Regions from separate parts of the Pan troglodytes genome. Here regions 2 and 3 are each linked to region 1. Evidence: chromatin contacts called from public HiChIP or PLAC-seq data. All regions are on one chromosome and are shown on one strand. Each heading gives the region's core, a stretch centred on a gene start, on an enhancer-like site or on the middle of the called end of the contact. The rest is flanking DNA. Distances are from core to core; before and after follow the strand shown. Region 1 holds the start of TSPAN31 (tetraspanin 31). Region 2 holds the start of ARHGEF25 (Rho guanine nucleotide exchange factor 25). Region 3 holds the start of PIP4K2C (phosphatidylinositol-5-phosphate 4-kinase type 2 gamma).

What was found. HiChIP or PLAC-seq counts read pairs in DNA pulled down with a chosen protein or histone mark.
Region 2: a contact with region 1 is called in an H3K4me3 HiChIP or PLAC-seq map of stem cell-derived excitatory neurons, with 2.4 times the contacts expected there. The contact joins the promoter of ARHGEF25 here to the promoter of TSPAN31 in region 1. A contact is called at or near these places in 2 of 7 Hi-C or Micro-C datasets (induced pluripotent stem cells and stem cell-derived neural progenitor cells) and 1 of 1 datasets of contacts at active chromatin or transcription factors (stem cell-derived excitatory neurons).
Region 3: a contact with region 1 is called in an H3K4me3 HiChIP or PLAC-seq map of stem cell-derived excitatory neurons, with 4 times the contacts expected there. The contact joins the promoter of PIP4K2C here to the promoter of TSPAN31 in region 1. A contact is called at or near these places in 1 of 7 Hi-C or Micro-C datasets (stem cell-derived neural progenitor cells) and 1 of 1 datasets of contacts at active chromatin or transcription factors (stem cell-derived excitatory neurons).

What each region holds. Positions count from the first base shown.
Region 1 is chr10:38,292,411-38,295,622 of NHGRI_mPanTro3-v2.0_pri, reverse strand. TSPAN31 (tetraspanin 31) reads left to right here and starts at 1,442. Exons shown (of 6, transcript XM_009425033.5): 1 at 1,442-1,524. All of the region lies in intron 1 of AGAP2 (ArfGAP with GTPase domain, ankyrin repeat and PH domain 2), which reads right to left.
Region 2 is chr10:38,420,440-38,423,615 of NHGRI_mPanTro3-v2.0_pri, reverse strand. It overlaps ARHGEF25 (Rho guanine nucleotide exchange factor 25), which reads left to right and starts at 1,375. Exons shown (of 16, transcript XM_001167786.7): 1 at 1,375-1,595; 2 at 1,850-1,964. The coding sequence starts at 1,497. DTX3 (deltex E3 ubiquitin ligase 3) reads left to right here. Exons shown (of 7, transcript XM_063785535.1): 6 at 1-15; 7 at 355-1,080. The coding sequence ends at 430.
Region 3 is chr10:38,439,826-38,442,604 of NHGRI_mPanTro3-v2.0_pri, reverse strand. It overlaps PIP4K2C (phosphatidylinositol-5-phosphate 4-kinase type 2 gamma), which reads left to right and starts at 1,348. Exons shown (of 11, transcript XM_009425058.5): 1 at 1,348-1,763. The coding sequence starts at 1,590.

The DNA of each region.
Region 1 (3,212 bases), core at 193-2,692:
GGGAAACTGAGGCTTCCTCATCCCCTTCACCTTCAACGTCGCTCTAAACACGGCAAAGCCCCGTTTCCATGCTCCCAGAGTTCAGCTGAGGCTGGAAGTGGGGTCCTGGGCTTCTCTGGGAGCAATTTTCTAGTCACTCTGATCAAGGACATTATTTTCCCAGAAAGCTCTGAGGCTGAGTCCCTCTGAAATCAAGTCCTTTCTCCTGTCGCACAATGCAGCTACTCGCTCCGCTTCAGGACTCCTATTCTTTGCCCCAATCCTTGGCAGAGGAGTGAGCTTGGTTCATCCGCCCACCCCAGAGAAAAGCTTCCCTAGTTTCCTGGACCTCGCTCCTCCACCCCAAGCTGAGCATTCCAGGTACCCTTCCCTCCCTGTTCTCAAGCCCTGACTCAACTCACTAGGGGAAGCGCGGAGCTCGGCGCCCAGCAGCTCCCTGGACCCGCTGCCAGAAGACAGGCTGGGGGGTCCGGGAAGGGGCCCGGAGCCAGGAGGCCCTCCTGTGCTCTTGGTGAAGATGCCGCTGATAAACTTGAGCATCTTGCGGTCACGAGTGGATGCTCGGCCCCCCTCCCGGCCCCGTTTCAGCCCCGGAGCTGGAGGCTCCAGAGTGATTGGAGGTGCAGGCCCGGGGGGCTGCGCGGAAGCAGCGGTGACAGCAGTGGCTGGACTCGGAGTTGGTGGGAGGGTTAGCGGAGGAGGAGAGCCGGCAGGCGGTCCCGGATGCAAGTCACTGTTGTCCAAGGTCTTACTCTTGCCTTTCCGAGGGGACAACTTCCCTCGGGCTCCAGCCCCAGCCCCGACCCCACCAGAGGTCGAAGCTGTAGCGCCCCCTCCCCCGGCGGCGGCAGCGGTGGCGGCGGCAGAGACCGAAGCTCCAGTCCCAGCGCTGCTCTTTGACCCCTTGACCCTGGGCTTGCCCTCGCTTTCGGGCCATGACAGGCGGCTACCCGCGCCCTTGCCCCCGCCGGCTTTGGCTCCACTCGTGGTCACGGTCTTGCAAGGCTTGGGAGCCGGCGGAGGAGGCGCCACCTTGAGCCTCCGGCTGCCAGTGCCAGGGTGCGGAGAGGATGAGCCAGGGATGCCGCCGCCCGCCCGGCCTTCGGGCTCCGGGCCGCCCCAGCTCGGGCTGCTGAGTAGGGGGCGCCGGGAGGAGGTGGGGGCGCCCCCAGGCTTGGGGTCGGGGCTCAGTCCCCCGGAGAGCGGGGGTCCCGGAGGGACGGCCCAGAGGGAGAGGCGGCGGCCGGGAGCGGGGGAGACTGGGCGGGCCGGACTGGCCGGAGCCGGGGACAGGGCTGGGGGCTCCGCGCCCCCGGTGCCCGCGCTGCTCGTGCTGATCCACAGCGCATCCTGCCGGTGGAAGAGACGTTCGTGCCGCTTCTTGCCCGGCTCCTCCGCGCCTCGGGGGCTGCCAGGATCCCCAGTCTCGGAGCCTCTGGCACCGGCGGCGCCGGCCGCGGCCGCAGACGGAGAAGGCGGCGGCGGAGGCACCGACTCGAGCTTAACCAGGGTCAGCGAGATGAGGTAGGTCGTTGTCCGGCGCTGAAGCGCGCCCGCGCCCCGGCTCATGGGGCCCGGAGACCCCCGAGCTGGGGAGGGGAGGGGACTCCCCCGGACTGCCTCAGGGGGGCCCGGCCATGGGGCCGCCCTGCTCGCTGCCCCCAGCCCCCGGACCCCGCTGAGCCCCCGGCCCGGCTCCGCTGTCGCCGCCGCCTCCGCCGCCTCCGCTTGCGCCCCCCTCCCATCACATGGGGCGCCCCCTCCCCATGCTCCCCGCCCTGCGCCCCCACCCTCTTGGAGCCCCGGGACCTTGGTGCTGCTCCAGGGAGGCGCGCCGGACCGTCCACCCCGGCCTGGGTGGGGGCGCTGAGATGGGTGGGGGAGGGAGGGGAGGACAGTAGTGGGGGCAAATGGGGGAGAGAGAGGAAAAGGGAGCAGAAAAGGGGAGCGGAGGCTAGGGGAAACGAACCTGTGCGGGGGAGGCAGGGGCGGGGAATTGGGACTCAAGGGACAGGAGCCGCGGATGCGGTCGGAAAGAGGGTCTAGAGGAGGGTGGGAAGCTAGTGGGGCTGGCCGTGCGGGGGATTCGCAGGGGCGCGGGGAGGATGCTGGGGATGGAGATACAGGAGGCGGCGGGGGAGGAAAGAGGGAACGGGAGGTGGGTGGGAACCCACGGGTCTGGGGTCTGGGAGGGGAGGGGCGTGAGATCCGGGCGAAGAGTCCGGGGGCCTCGCCTGGGCTCGGCTTGGTCCGGATGCGCGCTGTGTCCGGGCGCTCCCCTCACATTGAGGAGGAGGCGGCCCCCAGGCCCCCCCACCCTATCTCCCCCCCACCTTTTCTCCACCAGCACCGATGTCTGCGAGGGCGGTGCAAAATCCAGGGCTGGATTTCTCTCCCAAATCCTGGGCTGGATTTCCTGGGACTTGGACTCACCTCCTCCAACAACCTAGCCCCCTCCTCTCGCGCACCAAGGTTAGGAAGCGCGATTGTGAGGTATGGCATTTAGGGATAAGGGTGAAAATCGATCTATTGGGTGGACAGGGGCCGCGGTAAACAGAGCAAACCCAGGGTCACTGCCAATTCTGGGGAAGATGAAGTGGGAAAGTGGGGGCCCTGAAATCCCTTCCCCCAGGATCTCTTGTCTCCCCCAGGTACCTGGAAGGTTCCCGTTCTCATGACCCAGCTCCCTTTCCCACTCACACCACCACATTTAATACTTTGACGAGGCCAAGACTTGAGCTCGACTGTCCCAAAGTGAACTTGGAAAATGTTCCCCAGGGATGGGGACAAACATGGAACTTAGCAGGGTAGGAGAGAAGGGAGAGATCTGAGTGCTGGAGGAGCCCAGGCCACAGGGTAAGTCAAAGGCTCCAGCTCTAGGAGGAGGGAGAAGGATGTGTCTTAGACTGATACCCCCCCATGCCAAAATGCATCCAGTCTCCATAGCAACCGTAGCTCCAAGAGTGCCTCAGAAACAGCGGGCAGAAGCAGAGAGGAATCCGTGTGTATGGTGGGTAGGGGACCAACCGGGGGATGCTGAATTAGTGGAGGCACTGCCCTGACACCTGGTTACCCACAGGTGGAGGATTTCACTCCCCAAGTATAAGGACCCTTCAGTTGAGGCAGTGAGAGCCGACCTCTTCAGGGTTCCCTTTCAGTCTCCTGAGGTTTGCTGAGTGGGATTCTTTCAGAAGATTAAAGAGGAGGCAGGC
Region 2 (3,176 bases), core at 126-2,625, 130 kb before region 1:
AGGGGGACCCCAGCTGTGCGACCCCTCTTCATTTCCTTTCCCTTGGCTCCTCCCATTTGTTCCATTTCCACTGAGGGACCCACCAACCCCTCGCTCACGGAGCCTCCTAACTGGAGAGAACCACTTCCAAACTGTTCAGCCATCTCAGTTTCTCCTACATTCAACCTGGTCCTGGTGTGCCCAGCTTAGCCTACAAAAATAAGCAGAATTGGGCTAAATTATCTTGGATTTGGAGGTGTCCTCCCTTAGGGGAGGTGGGGAGGTGTCTGAGCCACCTAGAATGAGGGTGAGCATGGGGATAATAGCAAGTTCAAACAGCTAACAACCCTCACCCTCATTTCTCTTTGCTCCCAGGTTTGGGTACCCAGACCCCACCTACCTGACCCGGGTGCAAGAGGAGCTGAGAGCGAAGGGTATCACAGATGACTGAAGGACATCGCCTTTGCCAAGGCCCCTGCTGTCTGCCTCTACTAGGACCCAGCAGAAGCCTCTTTCTCCTCTCTGCCCCCTGCCCCCCACACCACACCTGTAGGGGACCTGTCTGACTGGGAAGGGAGTTCCGAGAGGGAGGGGGCAATCCCTTCCCCCATCCCCCACTGGCCAAGTGTTTCAATGCAGTGTGAGCCACTCCCTTCTGGCAGAGGCCGACCTCCAAGGCTCTGTTCTCCCCTCCCCGTGTACATATACTCCCGGTTTCCCTGCCCCTCCATTGCCCTTGGCTTTTTCTGGTATGTGCTGTGCTCCATGACCAAGCCGAGAAAGGACCTAGGGTGGGGAAGGGAGGGTCTCTTGATTCCTAACCGCCCCCACATACTGCTCCACCGCTGAACTTCGGGTGCCAGGGAGGAGAAATTGGGCTGATGTGAGCTCCCCGTCACCCCCCATGGAGCCGGCTGTGTGTGTTCATCAGATACAGTTCTCCCTTAACCTTGTCCTTTCTCTCCTGTGTCTCAGTCTCCGTCAGTCTGTCTTTCTCCGCTCTTCTCTGACCCCTGTGAGGAACCTCCTTACCCTGTTCTGGAATCGCTGCCAGACTGTAGCTTTTAATTTAATAAAAATAAAGTAAAATATGCAACTCTTTATGCCACACCCGTTCTTTTCCAGGGACTGGGTGGGGGTGGGGTGGGGAGAGGGACCTGCTGGAAAGGGGAGAGGGGATGATGGGGTGATCCCTGCGTGCACTCCCAGTCCCTCTGCCTCCTGAGGACCTGGGGAAACGGGATGCACCAGCGGGCTCTGTAGTAACACTGAGAAACCCTGGGTCACACTTCGATGTTGGAATTAGTATTAAGAGGGTGTTTTTTTGTTGTTCAACTATGGTTGTAGAGAAAACAACCCTACCCACTCTGCGAAGTCTGGCTGGGGTGGAAGTGGGGGCGGAGCCGGGCAGGGGGCGGATTCCGCAGCAGCAACTCCCCGGACGCGCGCAGGCCTCAAAGCCCCCCAGCTTCAGTGCCCCCTCGACCCTGAAACTTGGAGCAGGGTGGGGGTTCAGTATGAAGCCCCCGGACCGCCCCGCCCCTGGCCGCACTGACCGGATACTGGGGGTCATGGGGGGCATGCTGCGCGCATGCGCCCTCCCCGGGCAGGAGGGGGTAAGAATGGGGGCTCGCGGTGGGGTCGGGGGTCTTTCGGGGCCTTCAGGAGGGCTGTACCCACAACTCAACTTATCCGAAAACGAGTTCTGCGGGGCAGTCGCAGGAATACATGAATTCTATTACGAGGGCCATAGCCCCGTTCTGGGCGAGCCTTTTATAACAATGTGGATTTTGACAGGTAGGAGAAGGGGAAGGGGGAGGTCAGGGCTGCCTAGGAGGGCAGGTTCCTTACAGTGGTTCTGTCCCCGCAGCCCCCGAGAAGAAGCCCTCTAGGGTTGGTGGGTACCGAGCCAGAGTCTGAACGTACGGAGGGAGATCACAGAAGGGATCGCGAACATGAGGTCCTCGCCGGGGCTCTGCAGCCCGGTAAGAAGCTGGGGGTGGGGTGGGGCACAGTTTGCTATCCTGCGCCAAGTGGCGAATTCAAAAATATTCTACTCTTATTAGCATAAAGTTCGCATCTAATTTGCATGAGACCCATTTAATCGCAGAGACCTCCACTCTTCTTGCCTTCGAGTCCAATGTGTGTCCCCCATCCCAGTCGGTCCCGAGCCCTCGCAGGCAGAGTGTCCCCGCGCCCCACCCCTGGCCCCTCGCCAGCCCGGGCTCCAGGACTTCGCCTTAATTGGCGATTAGTCTTAGCTGGAGTCCCGGGGCCTGGAGGAAAGAAGGGGCCTGAGAGAGGGCGGCATCTGGGTTGTGTTCACCCACAAAAGACTCCCCATACACGCACCCCGTACCAGGGGGCCTCTGTCCACTCGGCCGGGGACAGCCCCAAACCCAGAACATCTTCGCACAGGCCAAGGCCCCATCCACTGAGTCCTCCTTCATCGCAGAGGCCAAGGGGAGACCTGGGCAGACCCTGCCGACAGGCTGAACCCCGACCCCAGCCCTCCGCAGAGCCCGGGATGCGAGAGGGAGGGGGACCCCGGGGCAGGGGAGCACGGGCTGGGGAGGGGAAAAAGCGCTGGGGACGTGGAGTGGGAACGTGGTGGTGTCTGGGGGAGGGGCGATCGGGGCGGGAACCCGGCGCAGGCAGGAGGGGGAACGCGATGGAGAGGGCGGAGCTGGGCCGCAGAGGCCCCGCCTCGTGGCGGCCCCGCGGCCAGGCCTGTTATTCAGCTCGCCGCTCCGCTGGGACCCGCACAGCGCCAGTGGCTCGGGGGTCGGCCCTCGCCTCCTCCCCGGCCCGGGCCTAGAGCCACCCCCAACCAGAGGCCGGAGACAGCTGGAGCGGCTGCCGCATCCCGGCCCAGCCTCCCCTACCATCCCTCCCCCTTCCACTGGACATCTGGACCCTAGGCCCCCGCACCGACAGGGTTCCGGAAACCCTCCCCGCCCAGCCCGGCGGCCGGGCCCCGCGCCTCTCTCTCTCTAGAGCCCCCAGCCCGCCTCAAGACTAGACTTCCGCCTACCCCTGGACACCTCCTCCCGGTCCCCTCCCTCCCCCCCTCCCACAGCCTGGACCGGGGTAGGAGGGAGGGGGGGTGTGCGCCCGGCGCCGTCCCCGCCCCGCCCCCCGTGATTCCCCCTGCATGGCCGGCCCGGGTGGGGGGCGCGGGGGGGCCCGGGCGCCAT
Region 3 (2,779 bases), core at 99-2,598, 150 kb before region 1:
ATGTTTATACTGATGATTGATAATTGTCCATGATCATCTCTATATCTAATTTGTATTGTAACTACTCTTTATTCTAACTATTTTCTTTATTATACTGCAACAGTTTGTGCCTTCAGTCTCTTGCCTTGGCACCTGGGTAATCCTTTGCCCACAACTCCTGACCTCAGGTGATCCTCCCGACTCGGCCCCGCAAAGTGCTGGGATTATAGGCGTGAGCTGCCGCATCTGGCTTTTTTTTTTTTTTTTTTTTTTGAGACAGAGTCTTGCTCTGTCGCCCAGGCTGGAGTGCAATGGCATGATCTGGGCTCACTGCAACCTCTGCCTCCTGGGTTCAAGCGATTCTCCTGCCTCAGCTTCTCAAGTAGCTGGGACTACAGGCACCTGCCAACATGCCCGGCTTTTTTTTTTTTTTTTTTTTTTTGAGATGGAGTCTCACTCTGTCACCCAGGCTGGAGTGCAGTGGCGTGATCTCTGCTTGGCGTGATCTCAGCTCACTGCTACCTCCGCCTCCTGGGTTCAAGTGATTCTCCTGCCTCAGCCTCCTGAGTAGCTGGGATTACAGGCTCACGCCACCACGCCCGGCTAATGCCCGGCTAATTTTTGTATTTTTGTAGAGACGAGGTTTCACCATGTTGGCCAGGCTGGTCTTGAACTCCCAACCTCAGGTGATCCTCCCGCCTCGGCCTCCCAAAGTGCTGGGATTACAGGCGTGAGCCACCGCGCCCGGCTTCGTTCTTTCTTGTCTCCATGTCTTTGTATGCTGTTCTCTTTGTCTAGACAGCCTTTTAACCTCTATTCCTGAACTCCATCCACCCTTCCAAACTCAGTAAAGTCTCTATCCTCTTTGAAGCCTTCCCTGACCAGCTACACTTCCTTTCTTTGTATCATTGTCTTTGCTTCATACACAGTTCTAGGATAGCTCATACTTTGCATACTGCAAACTTGATCTCCATTGGCCAGCCAGTGCCATTAGACTCCCAACTACTTCGGGGCAGTCACTGTCCTATTCCCTGCTTCAATAAAAGGAAAATCAGCCCCTAGAACAGGACCTAGTACAACTAAGTGCACAATAAATCATTGTTAAATGAATGAATGAATTTCAAGACGCTTGAGACCACTGGTAAGAATTTTGGGTTTCCAAAACCCTCCCCTTCCCAATCCCCATTCAGTAAGAATGCTTTCGCATTAGCATCAGGTCCGAGGTTACTCATTAGAAACTGGGCAAAGCCGGAAGGCGGCCACTTTGCAGCAAAGAAGCCCTAGACCTTGGGAGTCAATCAGGCCAGCCCAGGCCGCACCACGGTCTCCTAGTTGACAGTTCGAGGGGCCTCGCGGGCCGCTTGCTTCGTCAGCTTACAGGGATCCCGCACGCCAGGTGAGCCCACACACTGAGCGGACATTGGGGCAGGCAGGCAGGCGCCGGGGGGCGGGGCCAGCGTCGCCCCGCCCCGTCCTGCCTCGCTCTGTTCGCGCGTCCGTTGTCCGGCCTCCGGTCACGTGACAGCAGCGCAGGTGAGCGCCGCTTCCGGGGTCGGGCGCCTGGATAGCTGCCGGCTCCGGCTTCCACTTGGTCGGTTGCGCGGGAGACTATGGCGTCCTCCTCGGTCCCACCAGCCACGGTATCGGCGGCGACAGCAGGCCCCGGCCCAGGTTTCGGCTTCGCCTCCAAGACCAAGAAGAAGCATTTCGTGCAGCAGAAGGTGAAGGTGTTCCGGGCGGCCGACCCGCTGGTGGGTGTGTTCCTGTGGGGCGTAGCCCACTCGGTGAGAACCAGCCCTAGACCCCCGCAGCCCTGTCCAAACCCCTCGGCTCCGAGGCGTCCCTGTTTCCAGCCTCCAGCCTCCGGAGCCCCACGCAGTGCCACTCCCCTCCCCCGGGTTGTCTTGGTCCCTGCCCACCAACCCCAGGTGTTCCCCCAGCAGGTTTTCTGACTGTGGACTTTTTTCTCCCCATCAGTTCTTTACTGCTCCACTCTAGTTCCACCTTCCCCCCGTGAAATCCAGCTCCCTGTGCTTTGACTCCTTCCTGCCATGTCTAGCTTCAGCCTCAGGCTACGCGGACTGGCCAGGACCGGGCGCAAGCGGGGAGGACATTAGGGGGAGTGGCTTTTTCTCGGGTGGTTGTTGGTGAGAGTGTAGGTGGAGGGTGAGGGGCCGAGGGGAGTAGATGGATGAAAAGGTTCTTTCACTTTGCTTTCCACCTTGCTTCCCAGCCCCGGTCCTTGGCTTTTGAATCTTGGTTTTGTCTCGGGGAAGCTCCAGGTTTCCTGGGCTTTCTAATCCTGCTTGTCCCTTCCTTTCCCTTCCAGAGGTACAGCATTTTAGAGAAGCTACCCCACCCTGAGCTAGAAGTTGCACTCTCTCAGGACTTATGTATATATGCCTTTGGTCTTAACTGCATCCTTATCGCTGGCTAGAGGTGGTGGCGATTGTTGACCAAAGAGAAGGCTGAGGGGCTCTGTTCCTGAGGTCACTATGGTGGTGAACTTTTGAAGCAGGAAACTGCTCTGGGAGTCAGGAGGAGGCCAAGGAGACCTCCATCCCCTTTCCTGAGGATACCTCAGCTGAAAGAAGCACAGCCATTGCCCATCTTCCGTCAGGTCTGGAGTGGGAGAAATGCAGTGATCTTGAATGTGACACGGAAAATTTTCGAAATCAACGTTCTTGAATATAGTCATGGCTAGGCTGTGGAGATGGAAGTTGTGAGGAAGAATACGCGTTTTGTCACATTTTTAATTTGTGGTAAAGAATTTCTTAACCAAAAATTAAGAATGTTGTTT